2 separate regions of the Sus scrofa genome follow, and region 2 is linked to region 1. The links are chromatin contacts, called in public Hi-C maps. All regions are on one chromosome and are shown on one strand. The core of a region is the stretch at or near the end of the contact, and the rest is flanking DNA. Distances in the headings are between cores, read along the strand shown.

Region 1 (6,956 bases), core at 2,098-4,597:
ATGACAAATTTTACATATGACTTTCTACTCCAAGCTTATCTAAATGCCAGGACTCATGAAGAATATTTCAACAAATATAAAAAGACAAATATAACACCCCCCCCAAAAAAAAAACACCTTAAAGGTGGGTCACTAACTTTTGTAAAAGTCATCAAATGACTCAGAACATGAAATTTGGAAAGAACTGTATACATCAAGATCAGCTCCCACAATGTTACAAACCTTAACTTTGATAGTAGTTTTCAGCATTGCTCTATCAAACGCAGAAAACTTTTCATTGGCCTAAGAAAAATGATAAAATCTTTAGGTGACCTATTCTGGGTCCTTCCCTCACTTTCAAGAACTTTCTTAAATTATGCAATAACCACCCTAGCACTATTAATTTACACAGAATCTTTACCAAGAACACAAAATAACTGGCAGTGGTTATCTTTATTATTTCACAAAACATTCCTGGGCAAATTAAGAGTCAGAAATAATCTACTACATGTTACACATGGGAAATTTTAAAAGCAAGGAGTGACCTGCAATTACCCAGTGAGGCAGTGATGGGCTGAAACGGATTCCCCCATTCCTGACTCCTAACCTTTTGCTCCTGGTATTTGGTGGTACCTCTAAATCTTTAAACACTCAAAAGTATTACAAGTGCAAACATCTCACAAATACTTTCTCAGAAGCAATCTCCCATTCACTTTCACTTGACTAAGTTCTACATTTCTTAGCTTTATATAGGGAAAAAGAAAAAAGAAAAAAATTAGATACTAATAGTCCAATCTAGTTAAGTCTACAGCTTGGAGGTAATAATAATACTTGACAGTTATTAAGTCCTTTGAGTGGTTTACTTTGAACATTAAATGATCATTCTTCAAAGGTGCTTCATTAGCACCGTAGGCAGCATGTCAGTCTCATAAATATGCTTCAAGGAATAGTGACAAGTAGCACAAGTTTCATCTATCTCAATATTATTAAATTACTTTTAGTCACAGTTAGCTACAACCTAAATAAAGAAAATTTAATTTTATCAGAATATATTCCCTGAAATAAAACTATCTCTAACTTAAAAGAATTCTAGAGCTCTAAAAGGCCTCGAAGATCATCAAACTCTTTCAATGTACAGATTTCAAATTCGCCTCTTGACTTAATTTGGGAATTTAAATTAAGTGCTAAACAGAAGCAATTGTGGAGGGAGGACTTAAGCATATGGAAAAGGAAAAAACAGATGTACACATACCATAAAGAGCCCTGGTTACATTTAATTTCCAGCAACGCCAATAGCTGGGGGCGTGGGGGAGGGGAGAGGGTGTTAATGTCGGTGATATTCTTTGAACTGGGTCCAACAGAGTTTCTAAGACAGCCTAATTTTTAAGGAAAACATTCCTTCCCCCAGCCAGCAATTGCAAACGTCTTCCTTTGTTTAACTGGCATCAGAATCTATACGTGCTTGCTATAATTTTTTTCTTTTACCTTCTAATTGACCATATGAGATTACCAACAGAAAAGGAAAATTCTAACTAGCCCTAAAGATGATACTATGTGGTAGAAGCTGAAAAAATGTAGTAAATCATCTCTATATGCTAAAATGAAAAGACCTCCAAGATAAGTGGAGAATCTAGAAAGCAAGTTTGCCCAATGAGAGGCAATACATATGATATTTTTGAGGGGGGGGAAGCGCACGCACACACAGCACTATATGTCTTTCACAAGCCTACTTATCTACCCATATGTCTATCTCTAAGGCAATGCACAAAAAAAGCTCTGCTGTGAAGGATAGATATCAAACTGAAAACAGTCAACAATTTCTGGGGTTGGAGGGGAGGCAACTGGGATTGGGGATGATGGCAGTCAAGAAAGAGTATTCTGTGTGCATGGGGCAAGGAACAGTATGATCAAAAGTACAAGGAGATGGCAAGCCAGGAAACTAATGAGGAAGCTGGTGGGACAAGTGTAAATGTCTCTGTGTATTTGGAAATGGGGGTGAGAGGATGTGGCAAAAAATGAGGTGAGAATAAGTAGATTGGGGCCAGATTACGAAACATTTTGTGACAAGCTAAGAAGTTTTTAGAATTTATCCCTTAAATGTAATGGGAGCCCATCAAAAGTTTTCAAGCCAGAGAATGATGTGATTAGTTCTGTCTTTAAAGAAAGAGATTTGACAGCAGTATGGAGGATGGACCGGAAAATAGCCTGAAAGTAGATAAGCAGCTCTCCTAAGAATTGAAATGAAAGATGAAAAGGGCCTAAACAGGGCAATGAGAATGGAGAAAAGGAAACAAACATATTCAAAAGCAATTTTGGAGATAGGAGAGACAGGACTTGTTGACAGATTGGTTGGGGAACCTAAAAGAACATAAGGACTCAAGATGGATGTGAGGTTTCTGGCTGAGCGGATGGGGAGCCATTAAAGAAGACAGAGAATACTGGAAGGGAGGGGGTGTTTAGAGAGTGTGGAAAAATGAGATTGGGATTTGTTGAATTACATGCTGGCCTATCAACTAACTCTTAGTACGCTGCAAAAGGATAAGGATCTTGTTTGCTAATTGTCTCCACTGCACCTAGTGCAATGCCATGTGCATTTAATTCCAGTTTGTGAGGATGGGGCTAATGCTAAGCTCTCCCAGGATAATTGAGACTTGACAATATTTAAGATATCTCTTCAAAAGGCCTGTGTGGAAAGGAAATATGAGACAAGGTGGTTTGTTTTACTTTCCTGTCAAATTTCTGCTTTAGTGGCTTCCAAAATAAATTTCCAATAATAATAGGGCTTTTAACAAGAGGGTCTATTATGAAGAGCAGCCTGCGGCGACCCGAATACCTCTCGGGACTTCACATTCTACACATTCCAGTAATCAAGTCACATCACCTTTAATTCTCTTTCTTGTTCAGGAACCTGTACTACCACTTAAGATTCTAAAACCTGCCACACCCAACAGTCAAACATAATCAGAGCCATTTAAACAATTTGGGAAAAAAAAAAAAAACAAAAAAAAAACACGCTGTTTTATTTGGAAAACCTGAAGGGGGGAGATACTAAAAAAAAAAAAAAAAACAAACAAAAAAAAAAAAAACCACCATTTGTTCTGGTTAATATTGTGCAATGTTTTCTGGGGTTTGTGAAATCATAACTAAATAAATCAACTCCGGCAACACAAAGAAACAATATTCCCTTCCTCCTTGGACGCCTGAAGGAAAAAACGGCATCTTCTCCACAATGTGCACACACTCTGGAGCTGTTTTGTTTTTAATCCTTTGCCAAGTCAAGTTTTAGTTTTATTTTAATCTCACTAACCACAGTAAATTCCAAATCCTTGACAAGTAAATGCTTTCTTCCTCACCAAAATCCCACTCACTTTCCTTTCTAACTCCTGGAACGTAAGAGTTCAATAAAAGCCTGCACCGCTGATCTTTTTTCATGAGGAAGAAAACAAAAACACTATAAATTAAGTGTATTTCCTGACATTTACAAGATAGTCTACATGTGAAGTAAGTTAAGATAAAATTGCATCTTTCCTGCCCATCATTTAAAAATATATATTCACATGTGCTATAAGAGGAAAGATTAGCATAGGAAGTCAGAAGATCTGGGTTCAAGTCTCATTCATTTCAGTGGGCTGTGTAATGTTACTTAAGCAACTTAAATTTGGTTTCCTTAGATCTAAAAGTTAGGGAAATAGATGAGATAGTTTTTTAGAGGCCCTTCCCTTTCACTTTAAATTTCTTAAGATATGGCTATTACTTGACTTTTCTTTTTTGAACACATGGAGAACAGTCAGTCACTCAAAAAAAAAAAAAAAAATTCCTAAGGAAAAAAAACTAATTTTTCTGGTAAAATGAAATAAACCTTAGATATTACCTAATCTGTACAGCTTTGAAACTGTATTCCAAGAGTTATAAATTGTTTTATTTATTGGAAAGGTTCTACAGTTTAAAGAGAAAGATGGGAAACACTAATCTAATCCAACTCAGTAATTAGAAGATGAAGAAACTGAGATCAGGATTGGAAGGAGAAATATGTCACAGCCATAAAATACTGGGAGCTGTTAAACATCACAGCAAGAGGAAAATGGTCATGATAAATTTTAAAAGAAATGAGGATTTTAAACCGTGTATTTGAAAAACTGTATAGGTGTAAATCCATTTTTCAGGGTAGTAAGTTCATTGCATCATTTGCACTAAAAGAGTCTAACAATATTCAAATAATACAAAATATGTAACAAAAAAAGTCACAAATGATCCAAAATCTCACCATTGAGAAATATTCAGTATTAACATTCAGTGACTGTCACTTCAGACAACTACTCATAATACGGATGGATAAATGAACAAAATAAATGTATTATTTCTGGGATAGGAGTGTATTCACTTTAAAAATAAAAATATATCAATTTTCATTTTATTTGAAAATAACAGAAGCTGAAATGAAACTGAAGAAATTTTAAACCTTAAATAACTGTTTCTTCACTCAGAAAGAATAACTATAAAAAACCCAAGTTTAACAAAAATGATAAAATCATAGAGGAGATTAATATTACTTTAAAACTATTTTAAATTTTAGACTACACTGAATTGTTGCTATGAAAGATAAGGTGATTAAAAATTTCCATTTCCCTTCCACCTACCTCCCAATTTTATTTCACCATGATGTATAATGTTCACACTGTACTGTTACCATAGTTTCTATAGTTTCTAAATCTTATTTATACATAAATGTATTTATATTCAAAACCATTTTTTATTTTGATTCATCTCTTCATTGGCTAAATTTTAACAAGTAGGTTTTTCCAGGAAGATCTCAGAGATGCTGTAATCTCTGGGTTCTCTCACATTTGAAGATTATAATATGCCTAATGCCTTTATTCCTCAACAGCTTGCCTAGACAGAGTGTTCTTAGTCATACTTTCTTGCATCTGAACTTTTCTGACACTGTTTCTCTAGTATTGCACTTTGCTGTGGAGAAGTCTGAAACCAGTCTAGTTTTCTCCCTTGCAGATGACTTTTGCTTTTTGAATGAATGACTGAAGTTTTTCTTCAGAAACAGCCAGGATATGAGTTGATACTGATTCTTCTTCACCAATTTCAGTATTCAATGCGTCTTTTTATCTGCAAGTTTTTTCATTTTAGAGAAGTTTTGCTATATCAATTCTCTAAATACTTTTTTAGTTCCATTTCTTGGGTCCCTCTTCCTCACAGATACCAGGAATCTTTCTTTGTGTCATATCTTTCATTGTTCACCACACTGATTTAATCAGTTACCCGTTTTTTACTGTGATTATTCCAAACTTTTGCTCCAAGCCATTAAAATTTCAGCCATCTGTATTTTACTTCTTACTGGTTCTACATCACTTATTAGTATTTTACTGGTGTTCTGGTTCTTAATTTATTTCCATAGCCCTAGAGTCACATTTTTCATCAATGTGAGCACATTTTAAAGTTTATTTTTTACTTGTACCTGAATACTGTGTTTGGTTCTATGTATGTTTGCATACGTATGTATTATGAAAAAACCCAAAAGGCCAAAATTTTTATAGCTTTCTGTTGTAGTCAGTGACTTTTTTTCCATTTTGCCCATCTAAATACCCTAAAATTCTTCACAATGCATAGATCTATTACTTGTACACTGATGTTGATAGACACATACACATACATAGTTTATATAGCTATAACTTAGCTATAAGTTTTAAGGGAACTGGAGTATACAGCTAAGGACTAAGCATCTCTATGTCAATGATTTAAAATGTATAACTTTCCCAGAATAATGTTCTTCCTCAAGCTGTGACTAGAGGTAGTCTTTGAAACTGTGTCTGCATTCTGATCACCAGCACAAGATCTGTGTCTCAGACAGAGATACACAGACCATGTGAGTAAAAACTTCTCCTCCTTTTTTCTTGACTGATCTTGTCTATTTCAGAGGTTAAGCAAGTACAGACCTCAGATAATTTCTCCGTTAAAGCTATATCTAGAGAAGAAATTCCTTTCAGAGTCTGGCACATTGTTGATTAATATGCCCAGGTTCTGTCTAGTGTTCCTGAAAATATATTTCTCTTAAATTTATTTCCTCTTAGGTACATTGTGGGTATATTAACATACCTATACTCACTCTGATGATTTCAAGTTCCTAAAATCTTGGGACAGGGCCTGGGAACAAAAGCCTAACTAAAAGCTCTTCTGAAATGCTGAGCTGAAGAAAACAAGAATCTTCACTGATGATTAAGAAAACAAATATCACCTATAGAAACTAATCATAAAAGATTTGAATTTTTTTAGGAAGAGATGAAGTGATGTTGTGGAAATGAAATGGAGTCAAATCATTCCTGAATTGGAGTCCCAGGTCCTACCAAGCTATGTGACTTTGAATAAGCCATTTAACTTCTCTGAACTTGATTCATCTGCTCAATAGATGAATATTATATCTATATACTTTGTACAGAATATTTATTTTCTATTTCTATATTTTATAATATTAATAAAGTTATTTCACAAAGAAAGTCTTATTCTTGGTAGGAACAGCCAAGTTATCATTGATAAAGGAAAGTTTTAGTTGTCAAAAAATGTATATATGTATATACTACAAAGAATATCTAGCATGATAAAATTTTTGACTGTTTTCAAATGAATCAGTAATAACCTAATAATACTTACAGATACAATAAACATATTTATTCCTGGGATATCTTTACTTTTCAATGCTAACATAAACTTTCAAAAAGAAGTATTGAGCAAAGGAACCCAGGAGAATCAAACAGAAACATTCCAAAAATCTAAAAATCATCATCTAGATTTCAGGATAAAATAAATAAATAAATAAATTTCAGGATAACATTGAATCCTCTAATAAGACTTGTTATTTTATACATATAAATCTCAATAGATTATAGAATAAAACATAAAAATGAAAATCTAGAAGTCAAATAATACAAGAACTGTCACTTATAATAGATCAACACAAAAATGTTGTGTGA
Region 2 (6,956 bases), core at 2,059-4,558, 220 kb before region 1:
AGCATTCTGCATGGCACATAGTAAGTGCTCAATAAATACCTGTTGTTGTTGTTCACAAACCCATTCCATCAATCTACACAGCTTTTTTTTTTTTTTTTTTTTTTTGTCTTTTTGGGACCGAACCCACAGCATATGGAGGTTCCCAGGCTAGGGGTCGAATCCGAGCTATAACCACCGGCCTACACCACAGCCATAGCAACAGCAACAGCAACGCAGAATCCAAGCCACATCTGTGATCTACACCACAGTTCACAGCAACACCGGGTCCTTAAGCCACTGAGTGAGCCCAGGGTTCGAACCCACAACCTCATGGTTCCTAGTCAGATTTGTTTCCACTGTGCCATGACGGGAACTCCCTACACAGCTCTTTTAAAATCCTGTCTCTGTTATTGGATGTATAGACATCTTCAACTTTGAGCCAACCACATGTTATGTAAGCACATCTTTAGTGCTTTCATCAAATTTTTAAGTGAGAAATTTGGACAGAACAGTACCAGCAAACAGATTCCTAAGGCCGACTGTGATGACCTCCTTCCAGATGGATGATCCATCATCAGCTCAAAACTACTTGGTTACATTTGTTCAACCAGCTATAAGTCTACTTAACTAGACAATAAGAACATAATAAAAACCTCTGCCAAACTCCTCCCAGAAATAAAAATCTATGCTGACATTTCCATAACCAATCAGATGAACTGTGAACGAAGGAAATTGGGATGCTTTGCTTTAATGAGTTCATACTGCCTTTAATCATCACGAGGTGTCATTGGCCTTTATGGTGGTGATGAGAGCAGCTATCTGTAAGGCTCTGAGCTATGTATTCTATGTAGCTTATCTAATTTAATCCTCTAAACAACCCTTTGAGGTTGAGGTTATGATGAGTTCTCTCCCTTTTTTCAAAGAAAGAAACAGGCTTCGTTCATACATTTTATAAATGGCCCATCTAGCACTCAAACCCAAGTCAATCAACTCTGGGGACCAAACTTCTTTGCAAACGCATATTATCTTCCTTTTGTCCTAAATGGCACCCTAAGACTCTATGAACCATACAGGTCGGGTCCAGTTCCAGTCTTGTAGGCCCAGAAACTTGACACCGTCAGTATCTCAAGCGTTGTCTCGGCTTAAATCTCGTGTGTTGCCTCACCCAAGTTCATAATGAACTGGTGTGGCAAACCAGAATGCCAATTTACTGATTTACAATAGTGATGTATCTATCACACTCTAGATACTCATAACACTAGATGCTAGAGCATTTTTCCCTTTCAGAGAGCTCTGCCCACAGAAGCAAAGGGTAATTGTGAGGTGTCAGAAAGAGGAGTTTTCTACAAGACTCGAATGTTGAACTGAATTTCCCACAGAGGAAGGCTCTTGCCAGTGGAACTGAAACTTTGAAGGCTCCCGTTCCTGTAGACAATTACAGGGGACAGGGCACAACCAGGGCTCGCTTTGGCTGCTTCTGATGTGGACTGGCTCCCTTTCTGACCCATTGGTGCTTTACTTATGTTTATGCCAGTCTTGGGCCTAGAGACCCATCGCTCTCTTTAGGTGACTTTCCACAGCTCTGCTCCGATCTGATCCATTCTCTGATATATATTCTATTCTATTCTCTCTCTCTCTCTTTCTCTCTCTCTCTCTCTCTCTCTCATATATATATATATATATATATCAGAGGATGGATCAGATCGTAGCACACATACTTCCCAAGTTCTTGATTAAGCCCGTATCTACTCTATGCTCTATAATATAATTAGCTCTGGCCTAAGGCCCTTGACTCACTTGAGACTGCTAGGCACTCTCCTACTATCTTATTTTCTTTTTGACCTCTTAAAGACACATCTACCATATTTAGGTTGGGTAAAGTAGTACAGAGATAGGATTTGAGATGTTCTTTTTTCTCTCTTCTCCAAAGATTGGTTTCAGTGGAGAAAGGGTATAGAAAAAAGGCAATATGATCAGAGAGAAGAGAAAGAAAAAGGATTATTAACTCATTCTTTGTATAGCCCTGGGTTATTTTGTTTTAAAACACATGCAGTACTTTCATGGTTAAAAACTCCAAAACAGTTTGAAAAATAAAAGTTACCTAGTCCAATAACATAAATCCTCTCTACAATATACCCTCACTGGTTGTCTAGCTTACTTTTAAATAACCCCAGTAATGGAAACTCACAGACTCTTGAGGCAACTTTGGACAGCACTATGAGAACAATGTTTAGAGTTCTGATGGCTCAGTGGTAATGAACCAAACTAGTATCCATGAGGATGCAGGGTTCAATTCCTGGCTCTACTCAGTGGGTTAAGGATCCAGTGTTGCCTTGAGCTAGCCACTAGGGATCTGTACGTCGCAGACATGGCTCAGATCCCTAGTGGCTGTGGCTTTGCCATAGGCTGGCAGCTGCAGCTCCAATTCAACCCCTAGCCTGGGAACTTCCATATGCCACAGGTGTGGCCATTAAAAAAAGGCGGCAACAACAACAAGTCTTCACATTATTAACTCAAAATCAGTCTCTGCGTAGCTTCCCCCCATGACCTTAGTTCTATCTCTTGGGCCCCAAAAGACACCCCTCATCCTGCTTCCCCTTAGATACTAAGAGGCCTAACACCAGCTTAGACACTAGGCAAAGCATAACCCTACGTGCATGGCTTTTCTTCTGGGCTAAATATTTTCTAGGATTTATGAGAAGGATGCTGGAAGATGACAGAGAGACACATGCACTTTTTCAAGATGATGGTTCCTGAGATTGAGCCAGAACACCTTGGCCCCTCAATAGTCTTGTCATAGAAGAGTTTACTGCCTTGTTTTAACACTCCCACTTAGAGAAGAAAGCAGGTAGCCAGGCACTCGTGCGGGCTCTAAACATGGAAAACGTCCTGCACACAGGCAGTCAGGCCCCTAGACTAAAAATGGAAGCAGCCCTATATGCAAACAAATCAGAGCTTGGCATTGGCTGAGGAGGGCAGGAGAAAGGGCCAAAGAGAATGTTCTGGGCTGGGCCACTTGTTGATGTTAGACATTCCTACCTAGGAAATGCACCCTGAGCAATGCTTTCATTCTGACCACAGTGCATTAGTCAGATACACAGGCTTCTCAGAGGCAAGATCGAGGAAGACGATGCAAATTTTCAAGTGTGGGAACATTACTGACACGGAACAAGTTTGAGAACTTGAAAGTGAAAGTCACTGGAAAGAGTTTGTTGGTAAAGAATAGAATATGAAAATGAAACAATATTTTAAATGGAGCACACTTCCCATGGCCTTTCATTTCACTCTGTGACTCAAACTGGGAGTTTCTGGGCCATGCAGAATCCTGTTTGGTCAAGTGACCTGCCTACTCTTTTCTGACGGACCTTAGCATAAATATCTGGGGAATTACTCAGTCCACGTCATTGTGATAACGATTACAAGCACATCTGCTTGCTTCTGCAGAGTGCTGTGGAGGTTACAAAGCACTTGCCTGAATATTTTCTCATTTTGCCCTCACACAAACTCTGTGAGGTGGAGATTATTGTCTGTTACAGGTAGGGAGCTGCTTCATGTTCAGGAGGGTTTTATTGTTTGTTTGTCTTGTCTTGTTTTGTTTTATTTTGTCTTGATTTGTTTTCTATGACACTACAGCCGTCAGGACTGCTACCACAGTCCACCCAGTCTTAACCAACTGCAACCAAGACACACCTAAGCATCACCCCACCACCCTTAACTAGCCCAAGGCCTAGTCATCCGAGCGAGCAAGCCCAGGGCTTCGCGTCAACATACACTATGCTGAGTTATCATCCCTAATATCTTTAAAGCAAAACACCCCCGGACAAGACTGTGTTTGCGGCAGTGCTCACCCTCGGGCCCTGGTGTCCTTGATAAGGCAACACAGATACTGGATCACTTTTTATCCGCTTCAGGAAGGACAAATAAACCACTGTGGCTCCATTGTTACCTGGTCTCAACTTTTCCCCGCTATAGAACTAAAGATATTCCTAGAGTGTGTTTCACTCAGATGAATACAGCCTGATGAAATTTCACTGCCAAATAAGGAGAAAGATCATGTGCTACATTCCCTGGAGCTGTATTATAGCCTGGCAAGCAGCTTCCTGCAATACCCATTTTAAAAGATTAGCAGGAGGAAGAAAACCAAGGTTACAATAAAAGAGTCATTACTAAAAGTTCTCAGGATAATTCCTTTCTTTGAAGCCTAAACACACAGCAAGCATCTTCTAACACGATGGTAGTAGTTACAGCAGGAGTATTCAAAGGGCAGGGGAGCCCTGAGGGTATTGAGTATTTTTCCGTCATTTTCTCCACGGTAGATTTAAAGGAGACTCTCACATTTTTTCAGACCGAAATCATCTCTCTCCTTGTCCTCACTTCAGTTCTTTCAAATGCTGAAGAGCAATGAAATGAAGGAGACAGAAAAACCTGTTTCGGTGCGCTTGGAAAACCTTGCGTTTTTGAAGGGAATCTTCAGGGGAGGGACCACTTGCCCTGAGGGAGAACCAGTGAAGCTCTGAAAACACAAGACCCTGGAAACCAGAGAGGCCACCCATCAGAGACCACTCAGAGATGGTCAGCAGCGGTTGCTGCACACTCGGCCACTCCCCTGAGCTCAGGAAGGACGACCAGCAGTTCTCCAGTGCCCTGTGCACCTCACAGCACCTAGCATGGTGCCTGACTCACACAGTGTGCCGTAAATATTCGTTGACTAAAATCAGATAAAATGGAAGCAGGCTCCCATACGTTCCTAAGTATCAGACATGAGCATACTAGAGCAGACGTGTTTGCTCTTGGAAGAAAGGAGAAAGAAATACTATTTTGAATCTAATGCCTTTGAGTCTTACGATGGGAAGGGACAGAAAATCCTCCCAGTCCATCAGATTCTGCACACTGGAGCCCCCATCATGAGAGAAGAAAGGGCTTCCATGGAGCACTACCACCTAGAGAACATTTTCAACCTCTCAGCAAATCAGAACTTCACCTCAAGACAAGCCGATCAGAGATCTCCACTGATTCCATTCCACTCAGAAAAGATTTCATGTTCAGATGCTCACAGGGTTTGCTTTGTGAGTGCTGGCTACCAAACTGCTGCTGAGCCCTGGTACAGCTCTAAGAGAGAACAGCTTGTTACCACGCAGATTTCCCACACAACATCTTGAATATAATGTATAACCCCAGAGAGGTTTTGCTGTTGAATAGAGATGCTGTGATGTATGGTGCAGCTGCAGACCTGGGAGGAGGGTCCACTGGCCTGAGTTCAAGCTCTGCGATGTTCCAGCTGTGGGGCCACGGATACATTATTTCACCTCTCTGAGCCCTGGTGTTTTCATCTAGAAAGTGAGAGGCTGAAAACAGTTGACCTCAAAGATCCTTTCTGGCTTCTAGCACTTTTAACACTCCATGACTCTGTGAAGAAAAACAACTAAAATTAAACCCTTTATGGCTTACATGCCATGTAAGAAAACAGGTTGATGCATCAACAGGTCATGAAGACATGGATCCCATTAGCGAAAGCTCAGCCCTTTCTGTGGCTGAAAGGAATGAGGAGAATATTTTGGCTTTCAAAGTGGGCAAAGATTTGGTTTGGACTTCTCTCTAAAAAGACAGCATGTCTCAGCAGTCGAAATGGTGCCAGGAGCCGCAGGCTGGGTCACTGCCTTTAGTGAGGGAGGCCCAGCATGCAGAACACAAATTTCTTAATTATCATTACTATAACCTTTACTAAGCCTTGTTTTTCTTGGGGGCTCTCCTGGTCAGGTAATCTGAGTTAGAGCCAACCCAATTTATAAAATTTGAGACTTTTCCCACTGTAGGTAAGATTACATGCTATTTTAAGAAACCTCTTGGGGGATGAGGAAATATGCTGTTTTTCTTTTAAATATTATACTGTATATCGATTCCAAATGCTAACCGAGCTTTGAAAGAAAAACACCAGTTCCCTAAAAATAGTCTGTCTACAATGCCTCTTAGATTTGGTCACTTTATACACAGAGCATACTTAGCATGTAGTTAGAAACAAAATAATATTTGGTGAACATATCTAACAAGTTAAGAAAAATTAAAGATAAATGTCCCCAAAACATTAATCAAATATGAATGCACATGAGCTACATGGCTACTTTAAGGTTGTATTCTCAAAAGAAATCTCAAATGAGCTCTAGTTTTTAAAATCTTTGGTAATCATATAACAAATCTAAAGGCTCAGTCTTCAATTTTCTCTGATCACGTCAAAGTATCTGACCACTGAAAACCTTTCCGGTCTTGATCAGCCTGACTCTACCTAGCACTGGCTTCTCCTCCTCCTTTTTAACTTCATTAGCTGTATTTCCTTCCCTGAGCAAGTCTTACTTGGCCTCTTCTCCTACTATAACTTCTTCATGCATCTCAAGATTGAGTGGCCATCCTCTGCTCCTTCTTTCATTATCTTTCTCTCACAGTCTCACCTATTTGGATTTGGCAAACTCTCCTTCTGCCTTACTCTGAATGGATGACACTCTAATCTTAATCACTACACCTGGCCCTTTCGCGTGAGTTTCAATTTTCTGTCTCCCCCACTGCATGCTGGACTTCTTCACCATTTTGCCTCATCATTATTTCAAACAGGAAGCTATAGAAGACGGAATTGAGCAAAAATGAACCCTGTGGGACTGGACTAAAATTGAGAGTATCAGAATGAATTCATAATTTCCAAAATATATATATGTATTGTGTGCGTATGTGTGTGTATTTCTCACCTCTCTCTACTAAAGGGCCAAGAAATAAAGAGACTCCAATAGCAATGAGCGTACCTTTTTTCAGAATTTGGTCTCTACTGCCATTTCCACTAAAAAATAATGGGGGTTCTTGGAGAAATGGGTAATTTGAGCACTAAGAAAGGCTAGGTAGAAGATGAGCCTAAGATAACCTGTTATGCAAAAAAAAGTAAGGAATTTAATATTTAAAAAATGAAGAAAATGAGCCAGGGTGATGGGGGTATG

Evidence for each region. Hi-C and Micro-C count contacts between places; a contact is called where the count stands out from the background.
Region 2: a Hi-C map of embryonic fibroblasts shows a contact between it and region 1, with 1.8 times the contacts expected there. The contact joins two enhancer-like sites.

Annotation. Positions count from the first base shown.
Region 1 is chr7:91,694,857-91,701,812 of Sscrofa11.1, reverse strand. All of the region lies in intron 8 of RAD51B (DNA repair protein RAD51 homolog 2), which reads right to left. Among named protein-coding and RNA genes, the nearest start is that of RAD51B, 110 kb to the right of the region's middle. Within about 2 kb of position 3,347, at least 9 of the 83 cell types and tissues checked have an H3K27ac peak or open chromatin away from gene starts, as enhancers often do. A contact at or near this core is called in embryonic fibroblasts, where this site is marked.
Region 2 is chr7:91,919,558-91,926,513 of Sscrofa11.1, reverse strand. All of the region lies in intron 8 of RAD51B (DNA repair protein RAD51 homolog 2), which reads right to left. Among named protein-coding and RNA genes, the nearest start is that of RAD51B, 330 kb to the right of the region's middle. Within about 2 kb of position 3,308, at least 38 of the 83 cell types and tissues checked have an H3K27ac peak or open chromatin away from gene starts, as enhancers often do. A contact at or near this core is called in embryonic fibroblasts, where this site is marked.